Regions from separate parts of the Mus musculus genome. Here region 1 is linked to region 2. A link is a contact called in public HiChIP or PLAC-seq data. All regions are on one chromosome and are shown on one strand. Each heading gives the region's core, a stretch centred on a gene start, on an enhancer-like site or on the middle of the called end of the contact. The rest is flanking DNA. Distances are from core to core; before and after follow the strand shown. Region 1 has its middle 33 kb from the start of Gm46089. Region 2 has its middle 90 kb from the start of 4930448I06Rik.

The links. HiChIP or PLAC-seq counts read pairs in DNA pulled down with a chosen protein or histone mark.
Region 1: a contact with region 2 is called in an H3K27ac HiChIP or PLAC-seq map of stem cell-derived neural progenitor cells, with 11 times the contacts expected there. The contact joins two enhancer-like sites. A contact is called at or near these places in 2 of 115 datasets of contacts at active chromatin or transcription factors (astrocytes and stem cell-derived neural progenitor cells) and 2 of 9 other capture datasets (embryonic tail and embryonic trunk).

Annotation. Positions count from the first base shown.
Region 1 is chr1:42,538,862-42,541,983 of GRCm38.p6, forward strand. No RefSeq gene overlaps it. Among named protein-coding and RNA genes, the nearest start is that of Gm46089, 33 kb to the right of the region's middle. Within about 2 kb of position 1,515, at least 59 of the 459 cell types and tissues checked have an H3K27ac peak or open chromatin away from gene starts, as enhancers often do. A contact at or near this core is called in stem cell-derived neural progenitor cells, where this site is marked.
Region 2 is chr1:41,269,789-41,273,179 of GRCm38.p6, forward strand. No RefSeq gene overlaps it. Among named protein-coding and RNA genes, the nearest start is that of 4930448I06Rik, 90 kb to the left of the region's middle. Within about 2 kb of position 1,408, at least 19 of the 459 cell types and tissues checked have an H3K27ac peak or open chromatin away from gene starts, as enhancers often do. A contact at or near this core is called in stem cell-derived neural progenitor cells, where this site is marked.

The DNA.
Region 1 (3,122 bases), core at 265-2,764, 1.3 Mb after region 2:
GGAAAATGTCATCAGCGATGTTGATTTCCTGTCTTCTCATCACTGGATCTGGGAGGTGGATTCTCTTCACACTGGGTTTTGTTTTTTTGGTTTTTGGTTTTGTTTTTTTTTTTTAATCTGAAGAATGCACAGGAGCCTCTTGCCTTGTAATACACAGTCTGTCTCATTCATAAAATCTTGTCCTGGAAAAAGCCTCATTCATTCCCACAGAAGAGCCGCAGTTGGGAGGGCAAGGGCATTCAAAACCTTGGGAGATAGGAGACAATAGCGGAGCGCTTGGCAGCCGCTCCTGGGCGGCGTTAGCAACGTGTACCGACGCCAGGGAGAGGATAAAACGCTGTAGTTATTTACTTGTCTCTTAGGAGCAAAAGAGTCTCTTTGCCTCTAATATAGATGCCAAATCCTCAGGACCCAAGCGAGGAAATGATGAGCTGTGCGGAGGATTGGCACGAAGTCCTGTGCTCCGAGATAGTGAGGCATTTTGCTTGAAAGCATCCGTTGTTTAAAGAGAAAACGAGAATTGTGGGATTTTGTTGTCAATCAAGGGTCAGCAGCTTCCTCTCCCACTGGACGCTCACACACAAGCCCCCCCCCCCCCAACACCCGGACCCTCCTCCCCCATCCTGCCAGAAAGCCAGGCTGTCCTGTTCCTTGGCCACCAAAGGCCAAGGCTTCCCTTGCAGAATCTCAACGCAGTTGGTAACTTCAATCTTGCCAACGCTTCCCACGTTAGTAATCACCAAATACTAAACATGACAAAAATTCAGACAAATAGGGCATCCGTCCGGTGTAACTCCGTTTGCCGAGAGCCCTCCAGAATCCGGAGCACAATAGGTCTGTGTTTATTTTTCCACCAGTAGCATAATGTGACTGATTTACAAGAGTTTCACTGGAGTGGTAATCTGACAGTGATGAAGGGGCTCCTCACTAGCGCAGTCGCTCACACTATCATATTAGTTGCCTCTAGCAAGGCAGTGTGGTCGATAATTGGAACGCTTTTATGTCTAGTGGTTCTGACAAACCTCTTCTTCAGGTCACATATGGGCGGTCTAGCTCTCTACTCAGCCCAACAGTGGCAAATACTTTAGACTGAGAAAGTATTGTTCTCTTCACATTGTAGAGCAATGGCAGTTCAAGGGAAGTGAGGCTGCGTGCCGGCTACCTGCTGGTGTGTAGTAAAATGAAATGGACATGATACCGAGCCGGGAGTACAATTAAATCTATTTTGCACCAATGTGTTGCTGGACAGATGAGTTTCCACATGACAGAACTTTATGATCTTTAAGGTAGACTGAACTAATAGATTGGTGTGGAGCGCACTGAAGTTACCAAGGACTGGAAAGCAGGCAGTGGTACATTTGAACTACAGGTTTCTCATATGCCCCGCGTCATGCTGAGTTTTTATAGCTCCTGGCTTTCAAAAAGCCTGTTTCAAAGAGGTTTGCGCTAGACTGGGCATGCAGTTTTGCTCTGCAGATATTGTCGCTGCCGATTTAGTGGAATGCAATTAGGAAGCCTAAATTAAGTGGTAATGGAGAACCAGCTCTTGAAACTGGGGTTTCCACGGCAACCGCTGCTTACAATACAGCCTTCAGTTAGTTTTCCCACTTTATCTGCAAAATGCACAATTGAGCTTTAAAACAGCTCGGTACTGAAAAACGCACTGTAAACAACTGTTTGCAATGAGAGTTTTACACTGTCTTTAAATACAACAAACCATCACATAAAATTTACTTGCCCGCACTAATAATGTGAAATCCGGTTGCGGGTCGGGTGAGGAATTTTTTTTTTAATGTGTTATTCCTCTGTCACCATCGGATTTATTTTTAAGGAGAGATGTCACGAGTCATTAGGTCGTTCAACTTTGGTCATCCCTGCACTATTTTCAGCTCCCCTGACAATCTGTGTATCCCAACAGTCCTACATTAAGACACATTTTCTCTCTCAGCACGCAGAGCATTGTCTTAAATAATTGTATAATGCTCTTTGTCAATATTCCTTTTTCTCTAACAACACTTTGTAGATGTTTCTTGTAGTTTCACCTTTATAGCATACTGTACACCTGCAAGATTTTCATATTTACTAATCTGGACTTTTCCTTTCTTCAGATGAGACCAACATTCCATCTCTCTATATATTTAAAGGTTAACCAACCAGGAAGCTCTTGTGCCATTCTAACAGACAAGACAGTTGAAATATAGCAAGAAGTAGGTGTATTTTCCACCACACAGTTCTTTGAAGTGACTATGGGGGATTTGCACCTTTGTAAAATTCATTTTCTTCTATGGTAGGGAATCTGTATTTTATTATACAGGGCTGGCACTTTTGTTTCCCTGTGTCAGGGTTATACGCATACTCCCATCAACGACCCATGCATACTTTTCTCTGCACAGGAGGAAAAAAAAATCAAATTGAGTTCTGCAAAGAGGAAAGAAGGATAGAATCAAATTTGGGGTCTCCTAGCTATAACACTCTGTTTAATTGCCAGTCTTAACAGGGTGATCACTGGAACATGTCTGGACAGAGCCAAGCAGCTGGTGGGAACTCATGAATCCGCCACAGCCCAGAAGGTAATGTTCCCCGGCAGTTTGTGTTCTCGCAAGGTTGGCGTATTATACGTGTGTTATTTTCACTGTGAGAACATGCAGAGAGAAAGGCATGGGTGGGGGTGGGGGGGGACAGAAAATGAGACAGGGGGGGGGGAGAGAAGGAGAGAGAGAGATGGAGACAGAGACAGAGAGACAGGGAAACACAGAGAGAGACAGAGAGAGAATAAGACCTGTTACTCATACGGTTCAGGTGGAAGGCTACATTCTGGTGGCAAGGGTCATATCTGTGTGTTCTGCATGTTGATGCATCAAATTCTCTGTAGCCTTGACACATGCCAGGGAGGGAGTGTGCTCTCCACAGGAAGTAGATCTCTTCAGCGGCAGCCCTCCCCCCCACCCCCCACTGTTGGAACCCAGACTTGGTTGGGGCCTTTATTTTTGACATCAGCTGATTTAAATGGCACAGAGGTTTTGTTAAATACTTTTCCCCCCATTTTTCTATTATTTGCTGATTCTCACAAGTGGTTCCTATTATCTTCACACTTTGAGAATATAAGTGCTTGAAGAAAACTA
Region 2 (3,391 bases), core at 158-2,657:
TGGACAGATGCCTGGAGGGGAGACTAAGGAATCGCTCAGCTGGTGGCTGGCACTGGCCTTGAAGAAGGCTAGTGAGGAACACTTTGTGGTCTTTCAGGGTCTCCGCACCAGCTATCAGCAGCTATGGGTGCTGAAGAGACCTTGTCACTTCATCCGAAGGGATTTACTTGGTCAGAAGGAAAAATTAAATACAAAGCATGCAGCTAAGAAGCCAGTGAAAAGGATTATGAACATACAAGAGCACATGTGTATGGGACACTAAGACATCTTTAGGAAATTTCAGATCCCCAAAGCTAGGATTACTGGCAGGAGCAGGGTAGTGGGCCCATGCCTGGGCCTTTACCATGAGTGTTATTAACTTCAAACTATTCAGTTTGGCTTTATGGGTCTTTTATCAAGGCCACTTAAAAACGAAAAGAAAAACGGGAAAAGAAAGGCAAAGAAAGATTCCCATCCGTTCAATGCAGTTACACACACACACACACACACACACACACACACACACACACACACACCACTAGTACATAAACACATGTGTGCATATTCACTGCCTCCTAGGTCCACTGCCCAATTTTCTACCCAGGTTCAAGTTCACAAACAGAATGAAGTTCAGAAACAGTCTGTCTAAAGGTAGTGAAGGAGAATCAAACACAGCATTTTGGACCTGCCAGTCTTGCAGGGCAGAGGGCTCCTCCATCATTGAACTGTCCCCTGATGCTTGGCAGTGAGCCTATAGGCGGCTAGCCACGTTTGCCTGGGTGATGGACCACACCAAGGTAAACAGTTCCCACCTGAGTGCTGTGGGAGAGGAAAGAGCTAAGCAGATTGAATGACAGGAGACTGATAGGGGACAGGCCATCTATTTAACAAGAAACAAAAGCACAGTTCAAGTGCAGGCAGTCGATGTGAAAATGCTGTTTCCTTACTCCAACTGGTAACCACTGCCCCAGCCTAGTCATGACAGCGGCAGGTGTCCTGGCCAAAGCTTGTCCTTTGCAGGGAACGCATGGGGCCTCTGTACTATCCTGTTAATTCCAGTAACACAGAGGACAGGGCAGGTAGCTCTGCACTGAAGACAGAATTCTGGCTCAGGGACAGGATTGTGCTCTTTAGCCTGCTTTAGCCTCAAGACAAGGGGCCAGATAATAATAAATGTCAGAGCAGAAGACAGTTTGCAGTAGTAATAAAAACAACCAGATACGATTCACAAGGGAGCCATTCATAGATGGGAGGAAAACCTCCACTCCCAGCCATAGTGATGGAGAAATGAGATCTAAATTAAAGTTGCTTCCTGTAGGTTTGGGAGAAGTTAGTCAGAAGCCATCGTTAGAAGCAGGAAGCAAAGCTGGCTAGAGTGAGACATCATCGGAAGAGTCCGCCTTTAGATGTCACTACAGCATCAGGGCTTCACTTGCCAAACTCCCGAGAAGGCTCAGAGGATGGACACCAGCCCATGTATTCCATAGACAGTCCCACTATTCTCCAAATTTCTTCAGAGAACCTAAGTGTTCTGGAAAAGCTGATTAGGGAGCAGCTAGACTCAGCCTGAGTCCCAGGCTACCTCCCACAGTCACCTCTTTTTCTGCCTCAGTGACAGGTCCCTAACAAGAATAGAGAGCAACAAATGCAAATGAGCTGAGCCCTCCTCCCATCAGAGGAGGAGGGACTGAGAGGAAGGAGGGAGAAAAGGAGGAGGGAGAGAAGGAGGAGGGGGAAGGGGGAGAGAAGAGGGAGGGGGAGGAGGGAGAGGAGGTGGAGGAGGGGGAGAACTTTACTGTGCTAGTTGCATAGTTCATACCTTCTGTTCTCAGAGGGCTACTGTAACACATCTTTTACTCATTCTTGTTTTGGAAAGTACATTTGTTTTCTGTTTGTTTGTTGTTTGTTTTGCTTTGCTTTCACCCTAGACAGATAAACCCTCAAATGGGTAGACTCAATAGATCCATAGGTGGAGAGATGGATAAATAGATTTCCATATGACACTTAGGAGGGAAGAGCTGCAGTACTCCAACACCCCTGCGAGTCCAAATGGGTAATATCTGTTAAAAACTCAGAGCAATTTCTTAGTAAAATCTAAGCCAGAAGAAGTTTAACCCCCTCCTCGCACCAGCTTTCTGCCTCCCTTGAGAAGGCATGTCTGTCTGTGACAGTGTAACATTTGTGCTTGGATTATTTTCCCACAGGAAGGCACAGCAAATGCTCCTGATTTAAGAGCCATGTATTCAAGGAAGTCCAACTAACTATTAAACCAAAAAACTAACTCTGATAACTGGCATCCGATCTCAATTCTGGGAAAAACTTAGACAAATCAAATATCCAGCAAAAACATTACCAAATGCTGTACCTCGCAACCGCCTATACATTACTAATCAGTATTCATTTCCTGTCCTTAAAATAAACACAAAACAGATTTCTCCATTTTCCCTAAAATCAATCTTTCGCAGTATCTGTCAGTTTCTCTCTCCCAATTAGTATTCCACGTTCATTTATTTTCCTTGTGAGTTAATTTTTTTTTAAATGTATCTTGGCATGGATATTTCATTCAATACTTGTAAATGAAAATCATAGGGTAACCAGTGTTCCTTAAGACCCCCAAACTTGTAACTTGGTTAATGAATGGAGATAAATCAAAGACACCTTATTAATTATTGCTTGCCTGGTAGGGTAAGCATTAGCTTTTCACCTCACTGGGCTGGAGAACAAGATTGCCTTTGGCCATGTCCGAGGGGCTCATTAAAGCATCCCTGGGGAATGGGAAGAAATTGCTAGTATAAGGCAGTGGTCAGTTTCTCTCCCAGAACCCCACCAGGGAAAGGAAACTCTCATCAGGAAGAACTAACAAGGCTGCCTGTATTACACCTGTAATCAAACTGGCCTGGAAATGCCTGGAGACCATTGTTCTGTCTTTGCGATCTGGGAGCGTATCTGAAAATGCCGAATCCAATCCATAATTGATGTGTGTGCGCAATTATAATCCTCCAGATATACTGGAAATGCTGCAGTTCCAAGCCTCAAGGAGTGGTTACTTTAGCATGCATGGCATAAACCAAGATATCTGATATAATAAAAAAGGAAACTGTTTTGTTTCCTGCATTGGCAGCAGGGAGGTAATTGAATATATGCCTGTTTTTCTTAATGAGTGTAATTATATACAGCTTTTGACAGCTAGTAGACTTGGGGATAAGCAATATTGTACCAAAAATATATTATTCCAAGCCTTTTATATTGCATGTATCTTTGTGTGTACACACTTCCTGTTCTAGGTAAAGTGGAGTTGCTCTCCTCCATGTAAGTAGAGTGAGCCATCAGGTGTGAACGTTCCTGGGAAAGAGACATGTTCTGGCAAGTTCAGAGGAGCTGAGGATTGGGGCCTTTGAGAGATGGACTCATA